Linked DNA regions of Zea mays: region 2 is linked to region 1. The links are chromatin contacts, called in public Hi-C maps. All regions are on one chromosome and are shown on one strand. The core of a region is the stretch at or near the end of the contact, and the rest is flanking DNA. Distances in the headings are between cores, read along the strand shown.

The links. Hi-C and Micro-C count contacts between places; a contact is called where the count stands out from the background.
Region 2: a Hi-C map of ear shows a contact between it and region 1, with 3 times the contacts expected there. The contact joins the promoter of LOC103626312 here to the promoter of LOC103626311 in region 1. A contact is called at or near these places in 7 of 25 Hi-C or Micro-C datasets (ear, endosperm, leaf and 2 more).

Annotation. Positions count from the first base shown.
Region 1 is chr5:48,195,959-48,201,330 of Zm-B73-REFERENCE-NAM-5.0, reverse strand. LOC103626311 (glutamate receptor 3.5) reads right to left here and starts at 3,708. Exons shown (of 6, transcript XM_008646703.4): 1 at 3,000-3,708. The coding sequence starts at 3,270. LOC100193618 (Remorin family protein) reads left to right here and starts at 4,117. Exons shown (of 6, transcript NM_001138719.1): 1 at 4,117-4,196; 2 at 4,329-4,405; 3 at 4,495-4,779; 4 at 4,885-5,263; 5 at 5,359-5,372. The coding sequence starts at 4,171.
Region 2 is chr5:48,421,926-48,427,020 of Zm-B73-REFERENCE-NAM-5.0, reverse strand. LOC103626312 (glutamate receptor 3.4) reads right to left here and starts at 2,432. Exons shown (of 6, transcript XM_020538335.2): 1 at 1,769-2,432. The coding sequence starts at 2,009.

The sequences.
Region 1 (5,372 bases), core at 2,459-4,958:
CGTGCATGCACCACTAAAGTGAGTAGCAGTGACAGTTGATGAACTGAAATCAAATTCGGGTGCCTTGCAATTGCAAGCCAAGAAAAAATATAATCTCTCCGTTATTTTTTTTATTTGTTGCGTTTTAGTTTAAAAATAAATTAGTATGCGATAAATATTCGAGAACCGAGGTTTGTTCTGCTCGTAGCCAAGGTTCTGGGATCCTTTTCTGAAAGAATTCCGGAGCCCACCGAACTGGACGAGATTCAGAAACTTCGCGCGGTATCCACTACAAATTTGAATGAAATTTGAGTAAGTCTGAACAAAATTTCCCCAACCGGTTAAACATGGCAGTGGACATGGAGAGGGTGCATGCGGCGCCGGTGTGGAACGCGCAGGCGGCGGGGAGGGCGGCGACGACGCGGCGGTGGCAGCAGGGAGTGCAGATGGCAGTGACGACGCGGCGGCGGGCGTCGAGGAGCGGCCATGGCGCGAGCTCGAACGTCGGGAAGCGACCACGGCTTTGGCGGTGGTTGCAGTGCAGGAGAGCTGCCGCAGGCGGAGACGAGCCGAGCGGCGACGGCGCTGCAGAAGAAATGTTTGTGGGCTCGAATGGGATAAAATTTTGAATCGGGAGCATTATCTTGTGCCGAATCAAAATAAACGAGTCGTTGCTATAAGATTCAACAAAAGAACGGATTAAATTTTTTACTTTATGATGAAAGAAAAAGGAAAACTAGTTGTTGCATTGTGTTAAAACAAAAAAGAAGTCTGCAGGAGACCTATTCGTTTTACTTTATTCTGGGGTTCAAACATGACGCAAAGAAATATGAATCTTCCATTAGAATAAAATAAAGAATTTGATGCTCCCAAACATCTAAAATATATCTTTTACATCTTACAAAACAGCTTAGGATCTATTTGGTTCTGAGGATTGAGCACTCGGATTCCTAGTTGAATTACTTGTCTAATTACATAAGGTTTGATTAGCTGGAATTTCATAAGTTATGCCATTATGGTACCACTCCACCGCTGTTCTTTTGTCATTTTCTCTTCTATATATTGGTGAGAAATAAGGTCAACGTAATATTCTTGGTAATATTGGATGGACTTCGCCGAAGGTCTCTACAGGTTACTAACTTCATTGTGAAAGGCAAGTTTTAGATAGTAGTGTTCACCTCCTCATCAAGTTGAAGCTAATAACAGGTATAGATGGCCAATAAGCACGAGGTCCATGAGCCCGGCACGAAGCCCGCTGTTTGAGTCCGGTCCGAGTCCGGCACGGTTCGGTTCTATGCGGGCTCGGATCGGCCCGGCACGAATAAGCGGGTCGGGCTCGGGCAGGAACTAGGCACGGTGGGTTAGCCCGACACGGCCCGTTTACCTCTAAGCACGTTAAGTCCACTTTTTTGCACTAAAACGTGTTTTTTGGCCCACTTAGCCCGCTTCGGTCCGCTTTTTTCGTGCTAAATAGGCCGGCCCGACCCGTTTAGGCCTGCTGCGGACCGGGCTCGAGCAGAGAATCAAGCCCGCGGGTTTAGAAGGGCCGGCCCAGTTTCCTAACCGTGCCTGGCGGCCCGGGTCTGGGCCGGGCGGCCCGTTTGGCCATCTCTAATAATAGGGACGAAGGTAAGAAAAATATGAATCACAAGAGTGTTGAGCCAGTTGATGCCGAAAGACAACTTCGGGGGGAGTTGTGGCTGACGAAGCAAGAGACGAAGATAAGAATCGTGGAAGACTTGTCCGAAAGAAATGTGGATGGAGAAGTACGATATTGCCCTCATAGTGTTTGTATTTGTAGTAACTACTAATTATGTATAAGATGTGAGGATATATTTGTAATTTCGTCCAAAATTGTACCTCTCCCCTACAAATACATTAACAATATTGTTGAAGGGCTTCGTCTTCCGAAGGTCCTCAAAAACATGGTTTAACAATGTTTTCCAAGTGTAACATATGAACAGGTACCTTCGGACTTAGGTTAAAAGCATACACGATGTGAAAAGCATGGACGAGACGAAGGCTGATGTTGCTTCGAAGCTAAGCGCAAAATAGCTTCGACTCAATGGCGGAAAAAGGAACCGACTTAAAGGGGAAAAAACCATCTAATCTCCGTTGGGTTGACCATAAGTCAATAGTAAATATGAAGGGCATGGATGTAAATTTACACAGGTTGCGTCCTGTGCCTATAAATAGATGAACAGTACCCTCGTACTGTTCACGCTGACTTGTATTCGCTCGTGCGTCACGCTTGAACTTTTTGCCTTCTGTCAAGCCGAAGGTATAAATGTAATTCAATATTGTTCTTATTTATCTATGATGATATAATGAAGTTATATTGATAATGCTATATGATTATCCGTCCTATCTCTCATATTTTGTATGTTTCTCCTTTCATTAACATATATTGTGATGATGAAGTTACTTTTTCATGACCTTCGTCTGAAGATTATTATATCCTAAGAGAGTTAATGTTTCGAGGGACGAAGGGTATTAACCTTAACATTCTGTGTTGCCTTGTTCTTAACTCATATTATTTGAGAACAAGTCCCCAACAAATATCATATATAAATCACGTTTTAGAGAGTCCATAGATTCGTCTAGCTCAACCTTCAAAACTACCTTTGAGCTATCAGTTGTGTAAAGTCGAAGATATGATTGTAATCATTTGTTGCATTGTAGGGGATAAGGTGAAATGTAAAGTGTGCTTATTTAGATGAGTGATATATTTGTTCTTCTTGTTTTACATATTACCTTCGTTACTTAATGGTCATATTCATTTATCTTCTTTTATTGGTTGCTTATGATCTAAAGACACGATTTAGAAAAGCTCGAAAAAGTGGAGCTCAGTAGTCTAGTCGTTCATCTCTGAAAATATCTGTATTTTTGGGAGCATTTTACTTAGCACAACCGTCTCTAAAACATCTTTGGAAAAAAACTTTTGTGAAAGTTCTAATCCTTAATTGACACATGCATGAAAGAGAAAAAAGATAGACGAAGCGGACCGGAAAAGACCCAACCTTTGATGGTGCCGAGGAAGCCGCTGCAGTTGGTGTCCATAGACACCAAGTTGAGCTTGGTCCACGCGAGCACCTTGTCGTCCGCGTTAACGTCGTCGACGGCGAGCTCGATGGCGAGCTGCGCGGCGCGGCCAATCGTGGAGTCGTACGTGAAGAGGGCGCCCACGGCCACCTCGCTTGGCAGTGCCCCCGCCGCCGCCGCCGTCGGCGCGGCGGCCGCAGTGGCCAAGAGCGCAGCCACCACCACCAACTGAGCCACACCGCCCATCATTAATCCCCACCCAAGCGCTTGCCTTTGGCTAGTCTAGAGCACGATGGGCGCCGCCGCCGCCGCCGGGAGCACCAGAACCGCCAGTCGCATCGGTTAGTACGTTGCTTGGGAAGAAGAAAGCAGAGGAGGAATGAATGAGAGGCGCTGGTTTTGAGGTGCGCAAGGAATGAGGAGGGGTTAGCTAGCTAGAGAGAAGACGACGGCTATGGCCAGCGCCAGCCAACCGGTGAGGTGAGGATGACGTGGTAGCCTTGTCGTGACCGTTGTCAGGGGACGGCACAGTAGCCGTCGCCATCGGACGGCCGTGTTGAGGTGAGCCTGCGAACGAGCACTGTGTGTGGTTGAGTGGTTCTGCTTTTCTCTGTTGTTCGATCGCGCTGTTACTGTGCTAGCTGCCATCTGACCTGCACGTCAAGATCAGAGGAGCCTGAGCCTCCGATGGACGGGACCGGACGGCACGTCAAGCTTGCATTGAAGACCGTATCGGATGGATCGGAATGTGCGTGTGCACTGTGGTACTATGCAGCAGGAGTGATCAGTCAAGGTCACGCTCACGCATGATGTGGCTTAGCAAGACAAGGAAAGAATTTCTCCTAATCCATCGGCCGGGCAAGCAAAAGGTTGCCCTGGATTGAACGATTCTTTGAGATTTCAACTGGGCAAAGTGATTCTGATCCGCCCTGCCCCCGCCTCGTCTGCATTCCGTGCCTCCGAGACTAGCGCTTTCGTGTCGTGTATTTCAGCTCTTACTTACCTTGATACCCTCTCTAACCTCCTCCTCCTCCTCCTCAGATCCTCTCTATATAGCGTTCAAGTACAAAGCTTGCTTAAGCATTACACGTACGCAAAGATCGAGCTTTTAATTTGCTTTGTTCACGAATTGTTGTTTTTGCATGCACCATGGACGACGACCTGAAACATCTGAGGTAGTAAAAATTGCAAGAGGCCTTTGTCGCTTCATCCGGCTTGGTGTTCTGCCTCCAATCCTCCGGTCCATCTTGGTGCTCAAATTCATAACCATATATATGTGGCGTTTGCTTTGCTCTTCGCATGCACAGGGTCAGCTTCTCTGGGGTGAGGCAGGGCGGCGAGACAGTACCACTACCATCACAGCGAAGGACGAGTTCACGCAGAGGTGAAACTAAAATAAGCTTCCGCGACGGTTAAAAAACTGGCGAGGCAGGTGACTGATGTCTAATGCAGGCTCTCGCATTTCTGTTTTAGCGAGTGATGCGGCAGAGGAGTACGACGCGGCGTACGCGGCCACGGTGGCAGCAGTCGCCTACGCCATCGCCGCGCGAGAGGAGAGGCTGTCAGCGTCTCAAGAGAGCACGCCGTATGCTGCCGCGGACAGGCTTGCGCGTGGAAACAAGCAGTCCAGCAAGTCAGCACGCACAACCAAGAGAGGCGAGAGCCTGGAGAAGCCAAATTTCGAAGGCAGAAGGTCCTCTTCCTCGAGATGGTTCACTGGCAAAGAGCCCATAGACGATGACTACCAAGATGAACAGGGTACATACTATATATATATATATATCTAATAACTGGAATTTTGATTTCGAACTTTTCTTTTGCTTTCTGCTGGCATCATATGCATGGCCCGGGGTGAAATTTCAGCTAACGTGTCAGTGAAACGGCCACTAAGACCGGCTCAGAAGAAGCCAGCACCAGCAGAGGGTGCGGCCTCAGACGAAAGGCTCCCTGCTCTCGCTGATCCTGCACTACGCGTAAGGAAGGACTTCAGTTTCACCCGGAAACCGTCAGAGAAGAGAGGAAGTAGGCGATTCGAGCAAGATCAGGGGAACCAGACAACAGCGCCGCCGCCGCCGCCGCCAACGGCACGGCCATCGGACAAGGCGTCGAGCTCGTATTCGGCGGCCGGTAGTAGGGACAGCGGAGCTGCCACCACGTCCGGTGGACCAATGGCGTTCTCCAGCGAAAACGAAGCCATGGCAGATGCGTGGGAGAAGGAGAAGCTGGCGAGAATCAAGAGGAAGTAAGCGGCTGGTGATCAGTTTGATGATCGATGTACTTGTTTCGAGGCACGCAGATTATATTCAAATTTAATCTGCCACAAATTCCTGCCTGCAGGTACAACGAGACGA
Region 2 (5,095 bases), core at 1,183-3,682, 230 kb before region 1:
CAAACTTTATTTTCAGATAAAAACGGGAAGAGTTAAATCCATCAGCGACGTCTAAACTTATAAAAGGGTGTCACTTGGGTCCTTAAATTTGTTTTATGGTGCACGAAATATGTCTAAACTAGTGAAATGGTGCATAGCAAGTCTATTTTTGGAGTATACCGTCCATTGTGGTGCACCACTTAACAACTTTAGTAATCTTGAAATATATTTTCAAAGTTCATGGACCAAAGTGGCACCGACTTCAGGGCTGCTTATGCATTTAACTCAAACAGGAAACTAGTTGTGATTCAAATAAAGAAACAGTCCCAATAAACCTATATATTTTACTTTATTCTGGTGCTCAAACTTGAGAAAAGAAAAATCTTGAATGAGGAATTAGATGCTCCCTAACAGCTGAGACATGTTTCCTACATCCTACGAATATCTTAACCGATTTCACAAGGTCATTTGTGGTACCACTCCATCAGTAACAGCTAATTTCCTGCATCCTATAAAATACCTTAACGGATTTCACAAGCTACGCCACCACGCCATCAATAAGGCTGTTGCCATCAGAGGTATATGAATGTACAATTTTGCACTATAGTCTACACTGTTTATAAAATGAATTTTAAAATAAGAGATAAGATGAGTAAAGTTGTTGCTTGTTGGAGATAGCCTAACAGCTGACACATGTTCCCTGCATCGTACAGAATACCTTAAGGGGGCGTTCGATTGTGTGGGAACGGTGACCCGGAACAATTCCGAGCCACATTGCTTTTCTAATTTATGTAAGTTTTGATGAACCTGAAAAATTCCAGGGCCATTCTGGGAGAAACGAACAGGGCCTAACTGATTTCACAAGGTACGCCATTTGACCACTCCGTCAGTAAGACAAACAGAAAAGTTAACATTAACAAATCATCTCATGAAACACGGGCCAAGTAATTATTAAAAATATAAAAATCAGATTAGTTGGGGCACCTAACTTAGTTTGACTAAACTACACTGGGACTGAGTGTTTAGTGTTTAGTGGTAGCTAAAAAATAACTCCAAAATATAGGCAATCTATAGCCCAGAAGAGGAATATAATAATAGAAAGGCAATGACAACGAGCTATAGCGACACCAGACACAAGTAAAACAATTACCATTGACCACGAACAAAAAAATAATGAAGATCATTCTCGCATTTGCTAAACCGTTGCCAAGGGTTATCGACTCACGGAGCGCGAATGAAGTGCTCCACGGCTCTACCGCAACAGTGCCACCTACGCCCCTCCCTTCGTCTCCTATGTTTTTTTGTGACAGTAAAGTTCTCTCTTGGATCAAGTCAGAATTTTGTTCAGGTTTTAGACGAAAATAATTTTTGTAGCGTGGATAGTAAGATAGACTTTCTCCACCCTCTTTTATGATTTACTGATAATATACCTCTTTTCTTTAATATTTGTCGTTAATTAATATATTTTTTAACTAAACCACGATGAATAAAAAAGAATGGAGGAAGTATAAAAGATGAAACAATAGGGATTAAGCCTACTGTAACAGCTGCTGGGTAAATATTTCCTCAAAACTTTGAAACATCTCTGTATGCAAAGAGGCCTCAATATTTCAATTACCCCTGCTACCTCTGCAGGAATTCTAATTCTTAATAAAACTATCCAAATAATGGGAAAACTTATTTTTTTGAAAGGCCACCCCGCCCAACTTGTTGGCACATGGACATGAGCTACTGAAGCTTCGGCAAAAGAAAAAAAAGGAAAGAGAGTGAGGGGAAACGAAAACCGAACCTTCGATGGTCCCAAGAAATCCGCTGCAGTTGGTATCCTGGGGCACCAAATTGAGTTGGGTTCTCGGGAGGACCTTGCCGTCCGAGTTGACGTCATCGACGGCGAGCTCGATGGCGAGCTTCGCTGCGCGGCCAATCGTGGAGTCGTACGTGAAGAGAGCGCCCACGGCCACCTCGCTCGGCGGCGCCCCCACCGCAGTGGCAAGGGCCAAGAACAGAATCACCAACTGAGCCGCGCCCATTAGAAGGCTGGAGTTCAAGCAGCATTAGAGGGCCGGAACCTTGGCACCAACCGCATCGGTCAGTTCGGAGAGGAGGGATGACTGAATGAGAGGCGCTGGGAGAACGAGGGACAGCGACGGCAGGGAGCGCTGGTTCTCTGAAGCCGCAAGAATTGGGTGGAGCTATGGTTTCATCGCAAAGCGAGATTCCGCGGGATGCCGGGATAAGCTTTGAGGCAACCGACGGACTGTACCCGAGCTAACTCTAACTCTGGGAACTCTATCGGATCTGATTCCGAACTCACAGAATGCGTAGGTGTGAGTCACGCATGACCCAAGCGCGCAGAGCGGAGTGACAGCGAGCGAGATGAAGAGGTATGGTGATGCTACCGCGCGATGGCGACGGGAAGGAAGAAATTTTGTCGTCACGGTCTCACGGACGTCGCACTCTGGCGAGAAAGATTTTTTTTTCATGCCGTCTCCATAGTCCATAGGTTTCACAATTTCGTTTGCATTGATCCAAATTTTGTTTTGACTTTTATATTCTTATATTTTGAATCGAAATCTATTTAAAATCGGACCGAAATTTGTTTTTCGGTGAGTATAAAAAACGAGAAATATCGTCGAAACTCGGTGATTTCGTTTTGGGAAAGAAAACACTGGTCCTTACCAATCATATCCCTAAATTTATCTTAATTTCAAACTACACTCTACTATACGAAATAGTACTTTAAACAACTATATACATGATTTGCTAAAAATATTCTAATATTAGTCACAGCCATGGATCCATCGGTGGGCCCATGCATCTCCGTTGACCACTCTAATCTTCCTTTGTAATAGCCTAGAAATTTTGATCCTTTGAACGATAAAAATATAGAAATTTTGAAGAATCCAAGCTCTATAGGGAAAATTCATATAAGCCCTACCGATCTAAGCAATGTCTTCTAATAAATTCTTTGAAATTTCTATAAATTGGACCTTTCTATTAAAGAAAATTTGGAGGAAAATAAAAATAAGCTCCAATTTCAATGTTTTGTTCTTATATGTCTTTTCCACATTGCTTCCAAAGCTATCTTTATAAACATAGAAATCTTGTGATTTGAGGTGCTAGGGCATTGTATTTCTATGTATTTTTTATTGTTATGTTTTATAAAAATCCTTTGTTTTAAGAGGACCTAATTTTTATGGACCCTTTGACGGTCAGGAGATACCTGAATGCCATTTGGATCTCCACTTAGCATGGTACCAGTACTCAGCAATGTTAATTTTACAATTTCTAAACCATTAGAAATTTTCACATGTGAAGGGACACAATTTCTCTAGCCTAGAGATGGGAGTGTGAGTTGTAGATGCACAACATTTGGTTGTTGAAACATGGGCGACAGAAGTTTTTTTCCTACAATTTGTTTTGTTCCTAGAAAATATGTGGCGAGTACCTATGAACGGGGTACCCAAAATAAGACCTATAATCTTTTCTTGGCCTATTTACCGAGTAAATTTGCGTGGCAGAGCGGTCGCCCAAGTCCCCACCGAGCAAGTTTGCGAGACGGAGCGGACAACCAAGTCCCCACCTAGCAAGTCTGCAAGGGGGTGAACGACCAAGTCCCCGCCGAGCAAGTCCGGGAGGCGGACAACCAAGTCCGTGCCGAGCAAGTCTGCAAGGTGAGGCGGACGACCAAATCCCCGCCGAGCAAATTCGCAAGGTGGAACGGATGACCAAGACCCCACTGAGTAAGTCTGCGAGGTGGGGCGGACAACCGAGTTACCACCAAGTGGGCCCACGAGAAAGAAACCCAGCTCGACGCAGCTGACCCATGTCGGCTATGATGGGACGCGCCATCCTTAGGCCACGCCCGAGTAAACATGCGACACACCGAGGGTGAGTCGAGTAGTCGCCATCAAGACACATACCATGCGCCCCGATCGTCGGATGAACTCAATGCCAGAATCCCATCAGTGACCCGAATACCTAGAAGGATTGGACAGTACACCATATCGAGTGTATGTCCACGACACGCTGAAGGATGATGTAGGGCTCATGACAATGGGAGGAGTCACATTTCATACGGCCGCACAGAAAGACTGATATGCGGGACCCACGTGCACTATGAAAGTCGCCTAGAGGGGGGGGGGTGAATAGGGCGAAACTGAAATTCTCAAAAATAATCACAACTACAAGTTGGGTTAGCGTTAGAAATATAATAGAGTCCACGAGAGAGGGTGCAAAACAAATCGCAAGCGAATAATGAAGTGAGACACGCGAATTTGTTTTACCGAGGTTCGGTTCTTTCAAACCTACTCCTCGTTGAGGAGGCCACAAAGGCCGGGTCTCTTTCAACCCTTACCCTCTCTCAAACGGTCCCACGGACCGAATGAGCTTTCTCTTCTCAATCACTTGGAACACAAAGTTCCCACAAGGACCACCACAAGTTTGGTGTCTCTTGCCTCAGTTACAAGTGAGTTTGATCGCTATGAAAGAATCAAAAAAGAAGAAGGCAATCCAAGCGCAAGAGCTCGAAAGAACACAAGCAAATCTCTCTCTCTAATCACTAGGGCGTTATGTGGAATTTGGAGAGGATTTGATCTCTTGAGTGTGTCTAGAATTGAATGCTAGAGCTCTTGTAAGTAGTTGGGAAGTGGAAAACTTGGATGCCATGAATGGTGGGTGGTTGGGGGTATTTATAGCCCCAACCACCAAACTAGCCGTTTGGTGAGGCTGTCTGTTCGATGGCGCACCAGACAGTCCGGTGCACACCGGACATGTCCGGTGCGACAGCCACGTCACCAAAGCCGTTGGGTTCCGACCGTTGGAGTTCTGACTTCTGGGCCCGCCTTGATGTCCGGTGGCGCACCGGACATGCACTGTAGATTGTCTGGTGCGCCAGCATGGGCGTGCCTGACCTCTGTGCGCGCTGCGCGCGCATTAAATGCGTCGCAGGTAGCCGTTGGCGCCGAAATAGTCGTTGCCCCGCTGTTACACCGGACAGTCCGGTGTACACCGGACAGTCCGGTGAATTATAGCGGAGCAGCTGAGATGAATTCCCGAGGCTGGCGAGTTCCGGAGGCCGCTCTTCCTTGGAGCACCGGACATGTCCGGTGTACAC